Linked DNA regions of Gossypium hirsutum: region 2 is linked to region 1. The links are chromatin contacts, called in public Hi-C maps. All regions are on one chromosome and are shown on one strand. Each heading gives the region's core, a stretch centred on a gene start, on an enhancer-like site or on the middle of the called end of the contact. The rest is flanking DNA. Distances are from core to core; before and after follow the strand shown.

Region 1 (5,371 bases), core at 1,416-3,915:
AATCAGCAGAACCGTTGTACATATTTCACCACTCAGAAAAATCTAGTCCTAGACAAGAGACAATTATTTCAGCTTGTTCAAGATTTATCCTTGTTCTTGCCTGAGATATACATGAAAAGTCAACTGGTCACAGAAAAACTGTAAGCAGCATAATATATCCTAGTATTGGCCAAAACGAAACTGAGAAGAAACAAATCACCTACAAGCGGAAACCGAACTTTCACCTGATATGTTTGGATTATGGGATCATACACATAGTACATACCTTTTGAACGCGGTTTGTCAGCCTTGTCATAGCACTTTTCAGTTTACGCACCCGATCCAAGTTACGGCTGCTTATCTGACCACATAAATACAACTGTTGCATGGAACTGAACTTGTCTTACAAGCAAACTGGGAAAACAAAGGGAATAAAATTCTGGAACTCTTTGCTACTAATGAATATTAAAGATCAAGGAAAAACAGAAGAAAACTATAATATTTGTTATATTCCATGTTAAATGACAATTAAGAAAAAGAGTCTGGACAGCATTCCATCATATCCTCTAATAGTTTTTTTTTTTTTTTGAACAATATCCTCTAATAGTTTTTCTTCAACATACTGGTTATTGCAGGAAAAAACAATTAAAACATAGAATGTATTTTACAATTCTTGATATTCCATTTATACTTCATTCTCAACATGGATTTCATCAAAACTTGGAAATTTGGACAGCAGACTTCATATGAACCATTCATAACAGAGGAGAGAAAATAATGCCTCAAACATTAAACTGTTTTATGACCCCTCAAAGAGTAGTTTGTCTTGTGGCTTCCGATCATGTCTGTCCTTGCAGTAGGTACTGACTACTAGTCACATAAACAATTATAAATGAAGATCACTCTTGACACTAGAGCCAAACACAACATTGATATCTTTACAACTTTTTACCCAGATTTCTTTCTCTTATTTTGCCTCATAATTTCAATGCAAACCGCTTAGGTACCACCATGGAAAGTAATTATTGCCATTACCAAGTCAAGTTTGGCAGACAAAGAAGTAGAGTAGTCGCAATTATTAAACAACTCATGCAATAAAATGGCAGAATGTCAAATTCTGCTGCAGAACAATCACAAATATATACCTTAGCAGATGAATGCATTGATTTACTTAAAAGCTGACTCCAAATGGGATTTCCATTTTGCTGAAAAAGTTAATGTACTTTTCTTGTTTGAATTCATGTAATTGTGAGTGTAATGATATAATCCTTTCATCACTTTCACAAAAAACAGGCATAATAAAAATATATTTGATTACGTTTGCTGAAAATGAGATAGTACAGAATAGACATAATAAAAGTTGCGGTACTTTAAGAGCCAAAACTCGACCCCAATATGTCGCAGCAAAGCCAACAATTACCTTCAAACAAAATATTCTAAAAGAACCACTCCAACATCAAATCTTACCAATCACTAAATTGCTTAAACTAAAATGAACGACAAACAATTCAAATAGAAATTACCTTGGAGGTCAGCTCATCTAAAGCTGGATAAGCATCGATCTCTAGTTCCCTAGTACGTGCATCAAGAAAGCTACAAATTGCTTCTAATGCAACTTCTAATGCCCGGAATTCAAATGGAAATTCTACATGAAACATTCCAAAACGAACCGGCAATATATCAATGGTATAGACAGAGACGAATAAAAGCACTCAAAGAGCTTCAGCCAAAAGTTAATGGGTACCATTTTCCTCCTCAGTATCCATATCATTGCGTGCACTAGGGTGTTCTTCTTCTTCTTCTCCTTGATCTTGACATGTGAGATTATCTTGAGGCAATCGCCTTTTAAGTTCAGCGACAATGGGTATTACGTTATCATCGTATGGATCTCTAAGCAACACCTATCACAAAATAGAACAAAACTTGCTTCCAAAAGTAAAACCTCCTCAATTGAAAAAGATAACAAAAATAATGTTATTCCAAGTTGAATAAAATGTTCAGAATTCAGATTCTATAAACTAACTATCACAAAACAAAACACTACTCGCCTCCCAAAACTAAAACCTCCTCACTTGAAATAGATAAAAAAAAATGTCCGAATTCATGAACTAACCTCTTCTGCTGTGATTATAGCTTTAATGTGCTGCAATCAAATCATTAAATAAGCTTAGCACACATCTCAAGAAAATACTAAAAAATTGGAAAAACATAAATAAAAAATACCTCTAAATTGAGAACAATGACTTTCTCTCTGCCTAAAATGGTGGAAGGATAAGATAGCATGGGATCAAGAATACGAAGGTCTCTAGCATGAACCTGAACGCGGCGCATTATAGCATACTTGTCGACGTCAAGAATCACGCTTTTCCCCTTAGCGTCTATCGAAATCCAGCTCGTTGTCACCGCCGTTTTCTTCTTCAGCGTGGCTACTTGTGCCTCCAGGACAGGAACCAAATAAGCTTCTCGAGCCATTAGAAAAGACAAAAAATGAAAACAGAGAATTAAATCTTTGAAACAGAGCAAAGATGAGGTTTTGGAAATGAATTGAATAACTGAGGATGGAAAAGGGATTGATTAGGTTTTATGATGGAGAAAGTGATGGGGCAGAGGGTTGGGAAATTAGAGATAGAGATGGACTCGATGCAAGGGGTTGGGGCTGGCTGGTAGTGAAAATGTTTCAGTGCCGAGTCAGTTAAAAATGGAGGGCAAAAGGTTTTAAACTGTTAACGTTTACTTGTTTTCACTCTCAATATTTGGCGCGTGCTTAATGGCGAAAAAGATTAATATTTGAAATAAATAAAACAATGCAATTTTTTTATAAATATTTTAGCAGTTAAAATATGTTTTTGCTCGAAAAAGACAGCAGTTGCCTGTTGGCGCGTCAAGTTGAATGCGTGGAAGGAAATGCAAATCTGTTTTGGTAGCCTTTGCCACCTTCCTACTCCCAACGGTTGCCATTAGGCAATCGACAATAGCCATACATTTTGGAATTAGGATAAATCTCAAACTCTTTCATGCTTTTATGAATTATTGTTCTTTTTTTCACCTATTTTGAACATTTGGTATTTTTTTAATTTGATATTTTTTTTTCAATTTAATATCTAAACTAGATTTTTTTTTCTAATTTGGTACTTAAATTTTTATTAGGCCCAATTTAGTACCTCAACTTGACATTTTTTTCTTCTAATTTGGTACTTAACCTTTTTTTAGGTTCAATTTAGTAACTAATTTGTTAAATTTTATACAAATCATGCAAAATACTAACAGTGTTAATTTTTTTTTTATGCTATAAAAATATTATCAATATTAGAAGAAATTCATGTTAAAAAAATGTATTGAGCTATGCTTAACAAATTAATAATAAATAAGAAAAAAATTTAAAACCCCAAATTAAAAGAAATCATTATTTTCAATTAATAAAATAATTAATTAATTAATTAAAACTAAAAGTAACTGAACATATAAAATATAAAAAAATATCATATCATCTATTATATGTCGGCCATACATTGATTATTTTTGCTACCTCATAAAAAATAACATTTTTAGTATATTGGAGTAATTTATAAAACATTTAACAAGTACCAAACCAAACACAAAAAAAAAAGATTAGGTACCAAATTAGGAAAAAGAGTCAAGTTTAGTTACCAAATTGGATCCCAAAAAGATTAAGTACAAACCTAAGAAAAAATGTCAAGTTTAGATACCAAATTAGGAAAAATGGTCAAGTTCAAGTACCAAATGTTATATTAAGCTTTTTGAAGACGACATCAAATGAGATATTAGCTTGAAATTTTTTATTCAAGTTTTACTTTTGTATAAATTATATGTGAGTTTTTTTTTTAATTTTTTTAATTTAAGTTTTATTTGTATGTATTTTATTTAAATTTATATTGATTTAAATTTGAATGATTAAATATAATTATAGTTATTCGAGTGTAATATTAATAATTATAATTGTAATTATATTTGCAACTTTTAAAAAATAATACGAAATTATTTATTATAAAAAAATTAATGTTGGATAGATATCTCAAAACTACTTATGATTTTTTTTTTGTGTGGAAAGACTAATCTTAAAGTTCTTTAACAAAAAACTAACATTCTCTTAGTCTAAAATTTAAACCATTCCGTGGAGAATAAACTAAAATCCTATTCCTAGATGATTCTCTACTACTAACTTCGTTATACTGCTTTGCTCGGCTAGTTGAGGTTTTAATATCTTCGATAGAACTCCACGGGAGTCCTTGAAAGACAAAAAGGTTTCTATTTTTCCATAATCGCCATAATATGATTCCGAAGAGCGTAGGCCAAAGAACTTCGTGTCTTGTTATTTGTCCATGAGTTTCTAAATTTGTCCTAATCCACTCGAGTAGACTGCCTGAGAAAAATTGGGACCATCTTGTTGCTGGCACAATTAATTTCCAAATGTCCTTGGTAGTTGGGCAATCCTTAAGGGCATGTAGAATGTCTTCTGTCCCATAATAGCATACTGGGCATATTATATATAAATTATGATTTTATTTAATTTTATGTATAAAATTTTGTTTTCATTTAAATTTTATAAATACAAATATCATTATCGGTATAACACATTTTTACTATGGTACAAATTTTATACTTAACTTTTATTTTATTTTCGTAAACTGCAAACACTATTATTAGTAAAATTTAAAAAAAAAATATTAACGAAAGGGATAATAATCTTACACAGTATAGACTAATCTATTAAGAAAAACAAATGATAATAATACCATTGAGTAAAAAACTATACTGTAATTCCAAAAGTAACTCATGAATTTGAATAAATATAAGTATGAATTTAGAAAAACTTTTAAATTTATAAGAATGCCATTTATTTTCTATCATATTATTACATTAATTTTAAAAATAATTATAATTTAATTTAAAAGTATTAGTTAAAAAGTCATGCAAATAGAGTTATTACTTGCCAACAAACTCTTGTTATAATGATATGTATATTATGTAGTAGGCATAAAAGTTTAGGTTCGATCTCAAGCAACCCCATTCCTCATCCTCAATTATTACAAGCTACCTCATTAAAAATTTAATGAAGGAAAAAGAGTATACAATCTATTATTACAAGCTACCTCAATAAAAACCTTTACCAGGAAAACCCAGTGGGACAAAATCATAATTAAAGAAAAAGAGTGCAATGTGTTTTTGACTCCCCCTAATGGCAACATCACATTACATCTTTGAGTCGATGCATTCCAATCTTATATAGTAATCTTTCAAATGTTGAAGTTAACAATGCCTTGGTAAAAAGGTCTGCTAAATTATCACTAGAACAAATTTGTTGAACTTCTATATCACATTTCTTCTCAAGATCATGAGTGAAGAAAATTTTTGGTGAAATATGTTTTGTTCT
Region 2 (5,089 bases), core at 1,121-3,620, 250 kb after region 1:
ATATATAGTTTCGAGATTTATCCCATTAAAAAATAAAATTGATATCACAATATGTGAGATGCATATTGATTTGAGTGAGGATATGTTATGGTAGGCTAAAGAAATTTTGTGTTTGAGTACATGGCAATCAAAGCTGCCCCATTATCCAACAAGGCAGTTTGAGATAATTCCAAAGTTAAGGGATGGCTTGGTTAGTTCTTGTGCCATCTATATTGGGGCAACGCCAACCGGTGCTACAACAATTAAACATAGTTTGGTCTTTGTTTCCACTTTAAGATGCTTTAAAGCAGTTTGTGCCATTCCATTTAGGAGTAGAAAGTAGATTAAATTTGAAATTTATAAAAAAAAATAGAATTAGTATAAAAAATATCATGTGATTTGGTAGTAGAGTATTGCATTCTTAAATTTATTGCTATTCTTCTGTAAATATGTGGAATCTTGAGAGAATTTTAGGATAATGGAGAATCTTATTTTATCTCTCTAATAAGTTTTTAAATTTGAGGTCCAATTTAGCATTATTTAAAAAATGTTTTTTTAAAAATCCTGTAAAAAGTTATATTTAAAAAGTTTGATTTAATGTCGATAATTTCGTGACTCAGTGACAAGAGCAGTATGTTGTAAGTATGAGAGTTTGGGTTTGATATCAAGCAACTTCATTTCCTCCCCAATTATAAAATTTTAATTTAACATTTAAGTGTTGAGTATTGTTATCAAAAAGTGTTTTTGAGAAATAAAAATACTCACTATAGATATAACGTTGTAAAGTAAAAAAAATGTTTAAATGATATTTAAATTTGTTAACATTGTAGTATTTTAATAAAATATAAAAAAATAATTTATTATAACTCATTATTAATATTTTAATATGTAAAATATAAATTTAAATATCTTTAAGCTATTAATGTTAATTGCTTGTAAAATTTAATTTGGATGTATAAACTATATTTTAAATATTAAAATATAATTATTACAAATTCAAGTATATAATATTATACATTTGAAACAAATTTTAATAAAAAAAATTGTATACCCATATAAATATTACATAAAATATATTGGATTATAAACCAAGGTTAAAAATGTGGTTTGACTTCAAAAGTGTTTTTTCAAATGCAAAAGCTAATAATTATATCTTTTGCATTTGAGTCCAAAACTATTTTTGACTTCAAAAGTTATTTATTTAACGTTGCTTATGACCTCAAAAATACTTTTGAGGTTAGAATTTGCATAGGTCCATGTACTCTTCTAAATTTTAAAATTTAGTCCCTATACTTTTGTTTTCAAGAATTTATTTTCTTTACTTTTAAAATTTCAAAATTTAAATTCAATTATTAACATTATTAACATTTTCTTCTTTTTTTTTGTTAAATTTGTTAGTGAGACATTTTGAAATTTTAAAAAAAAACTCACTTGGTAGCCTTATAAAAAATAATTTTGTAATGAACATAAAATTAACAAAATAATTTTAACAGTGTTAACAATTAAATTTTAAATTTAAAAAAAATAAAGGACTAAATTTCTAAAAAATGTATTTTTCAAAAGCAAGACTTAAGTTATATTTTAATTTGTGGAGAAGAGGATGAGATTTGGGGGATCTCCTTCTATTTCCAATCCAATCACTCATTGAGATATTTGAAGATCAAAATTTGTGAACTGGACAAGCCGGCAATTTCTAACCTTAGAGACACAACAACAAAGAGGTAGCAGCATTGGCAGTGCCGCATGACATGTTACATTTTACAAGTCATCAATTAAAGAACGGTCTCACTGTTGTCAACCCCACATGTAATTGCCTTAACTATCAAATCACATCTACGTGGGACCCCCTTTTCACATGTTGCTGTTCCCAACCCCCCCTCGTGATCCTACCAAATTTTTGTTATTTTGAATTTCATCCCTATTCTATGAAAATTAATCATTTAGTCCCTTACAATTTGATCTTCATACTTTGGAAGTAGTCTAATTGAATAACATTGTTAATTCTTACTGTCAAATCGTTGACCTAAAAATCAACAACTGAATTAACTTCTCAATTTTCAGATATAAAGGAAAATCAAAGGGCTAATTTCGTAATTAGACTCTCCAATGAAATCCTCACCCTCAGACCCCCAATCTCAGCCGTCCAATTCGGTCCACATTCTTCAATGTCATCGGGTGTGGTTGTCCCTCCTTTGTCCCCTTCATTTGGTGCACCAAACTCGACACTGCCCCACATGTAACAGGCAGCCATATCTATAGTTGTCTGGGATCCCAATCCACGCGCTTTGCTCAACGTGTCCCCGAATCCCAAGTCATTGTGTCGTGGAGGAAGCGCGTAGTACACCGCGTTCGCAGGATACCATTTATCATTTCTCATCAATGAAATACATGCAGGAGAAAGCAAAGTCACCTACAGCTCAGAAATTGTCCCTTTCAAGCCCCCCTATAAAACTAGTTACCCTGCCCTCCCCATCTTCATCCTCATCAACATACAGTTACAGCAACCACAAAAAAAGGAGAGTTAAAAGAGTTTTTAAAAGGAATCTGCAAAAGAAAATTCGTCAACTTGTACAAGATTTGGAGCAACATTGAAGGGTATAGCAATGGAAAGGAGAGTGAATTACGAGAATGATCTCAATCTCATGGCAACTGAGCTAAGATTGGGATTGCCTGGTTGTGGTGATGATGAGCCCCAAAGAAAAACAAATCCCAGTATCAGAAATAATAAAAGAACTGCACCTGAGATTTCTGAGGTATCGAGTTCTGAGAGCAGTTCTAGCATTACAATGTCTGGGAGTGATGATCAAGACAGTCCCCCTCCTGCCAAGTAAGTATATATTTACCGGTGAAGACTATAGGGTAAGGCTGATAACAGAATTTTAACGTAAAATTCCATGGATTAATGCAGGGAACAAGTCGTAGGATGGCCACCAATCCGATCATACAGGAAAAATTGCTTACAAAGTTCGAAGAGAAATGAAGTTGAAGGGATGGGGATGTATGTGAAAGTAAGCGTTGATGGAGCTCCTTATCTCAGAAAGATTGATCTCAAGGTTTATAGGAGCTATCCTCAACTCCTCAAAGCTTTGGAAAATATGTTCAAGCTCACCATTGGTAAGATTTCCCTTGACAAATTAAATTAAATTAAATCAACCCTATGATAAAAAAGCTATAGTTCTGATTGGCTTATTGATCTGCAATTTTAAAGGTGCATACTCAAAGAGGGAAGGCTACAATGGATCTGACTATGCTCCTACTTATGAAGACAAAGATGGTGACTGGATGCTTGTTGGAGATGTTCCCTGGGAGTAAGTTTTTTTCTCCATACTTAAATATATATTGAATTCCTTTGGTTATAATTACCAATAAACTCATTTTTTTATTCTCTCATTTGTTTACAGGATGTTCATTTCCTCCTGCAAGAGGCTGAGAATCATGAAAGGATCAGAAGCTAGAGGGTTGGGCTGTGTATGAGCCACCAAATTATTTAACAAGAAAGAAAGTTTTCTTTGGCTTTGGATAATCCAAATTCTGCAAGGAAGATCAATTTGGTCTTCCTGGAAAGTGAGGGGGCTATTTGCTAGAGCAAAATTTCTCAAAGATTTGACGACATGGCTGGCCTTTTTAGCCTCCTCTATGCATGTCAAATATCTATACTTGTTTTATAGCACAAAACCAAAAAGGCACGATATTAAAGAATAGTTAAGATCCAATCCAATTGTACAAAACGACATACACTATTGCTTTATCATTTTTTCCAGTATACGAAGAAGATTAAATAAAAAGGCAATAGAATACAGTTTATGCATTTACTGTTTTGATTAGAAATTTAGAGCAAACATACTATGGTTGTTTGTATGAAATCAAACTGGCTTAGTTCTTTTAACTCGTGACATCCACGTATTCTTTTTGTGGAGTAGAGAAACCATATCATCTAAAAGTAAGATTTACAGCAAAAAAAAAAAAAGCGGAAGGTTGAGAACAAGGACAAGGGCAGGTTCCATCTTGAATTCATCATGTTTAAGTTGAAATTATCAATACTGTCAAATAATAAGGTTCAGTGCGAAAGCAACCTTTGAACAGTCGGCAGAATTTGGTTCTTTACCAACTGATGGCATAATTTAAAAAGTCGAGCAATTAAATAAAGGCATGATTTTGTGTCTAATAATGCAAAGCTTGGATGTTGCTGTAGGCTTCTCTAGAATGTATCTCGTTGTTGAAAACCTCATCATTTTCTGTATTTAATGCCAACATGGATGATGTTTAGTGGATTCCATACAATTTCAACTGTGGTGTAAGTTATGAGATTGACCCAAGTTGCTTTGTACCGGATGATTAATGACCATTTTTTGGATTGTGACTTGCATGTAAGAAGGCCATAATTGTAGCATCGAAACGCCTATTGAAGCTGTGAGAAAAGGGTAAAAACATGTCTCACGCCTATTAATGCTTAGCATAACTAATACCATATAACCCATAAATAGGAGGATAATACATCTCAGCGCACTCGAATTCACATATTTCTGCATTGATAATAATGTTAATACCAATTAAACTAAAACTCAATTGGCAACTAAAATTTTTTTTATAAATATTTCGACTACTTTTGCTTTGACAGATATTTTTCTTGGAAAAAAACCTTAAAAGATTAGCTCTACCTTACTTCTTTTTGGAATAAAACTCTACTCATATCACCAAAAAAATATTATTTACTAAAGAGTTTTATCTATTAAGAGTATTTACTTCATTAATAAAATTAATATCTAATATATCCCATACTAGATTTTTTTGGTATAAAAAGTAGTCATCAGGTGACTACTACAGCCTATAAGGAACAATATCTAGCTCGATAAACCCATAACCTCGCTTCCACATACATACCGAGGGGGCTCAACGCATCAATACACTGCTGATGGCTGAACTGACACAATCGGCATGACTATAAGCTGGAATAGCTGCTCTTCCCACTATTGAAAACATGTTGAAACTCCAGCCTTAAGAGGTTGCTGCTACTTCATACTTTGCCTCTGTTTTGAGAATTGGACCCTGTTTCGCTTCGGCAACTGCAATTATTTTGGTAAATTTATCTCCCCAATCCCTCTTAACTTTG

What was found. A called contact is a pair of places that touch in the nucleus more often than the background predicts.
Region 2: a Hi-C map of leaf shows a contact between it and region 1, with 1.9 times the contacts expected there. The contact joins the promoter of LOC107915183 here to the promoter of LOC107915141 in region 1. A contact is called at or near these places in 2 of 34 Hi-C or Micro-C datasets (both in leaf).

What each region holds. Positions count from the first base shown.
Region 1 is chrD08:8,810,410-8,815,780 of Gossypium_hirsutum_v2.1, forward strand. LOC107915141 (magnesium transporter MRS2-2) reads right to left here and starts at 2,666. Exons shown (of 10, transcript XM_041099800.1): 1 at 2,203-2,666; 2 at 2,093-2,122; 3 at 1,724-1,880; 4 at 1,503-1,624; 5 at 266-358. The coding sequence starts at 2,451.
Region 2 is chrD08:9,055,951-9,061,039 of Gossypium_hirsutum_v2.1, forward strand. LOC107915183 (auxin-induced protein 22D) reads left to right here and starts at 2,371. Exons shown (of 4, transcript XM_016844345.2): 1 at 2,371-2,806; 2 at 2,888-3,093; 3 at 3,188-3,287; 4 at 3,381-3,787. The coding sequence starts at 2,583. The coding sequence ends at 3,453.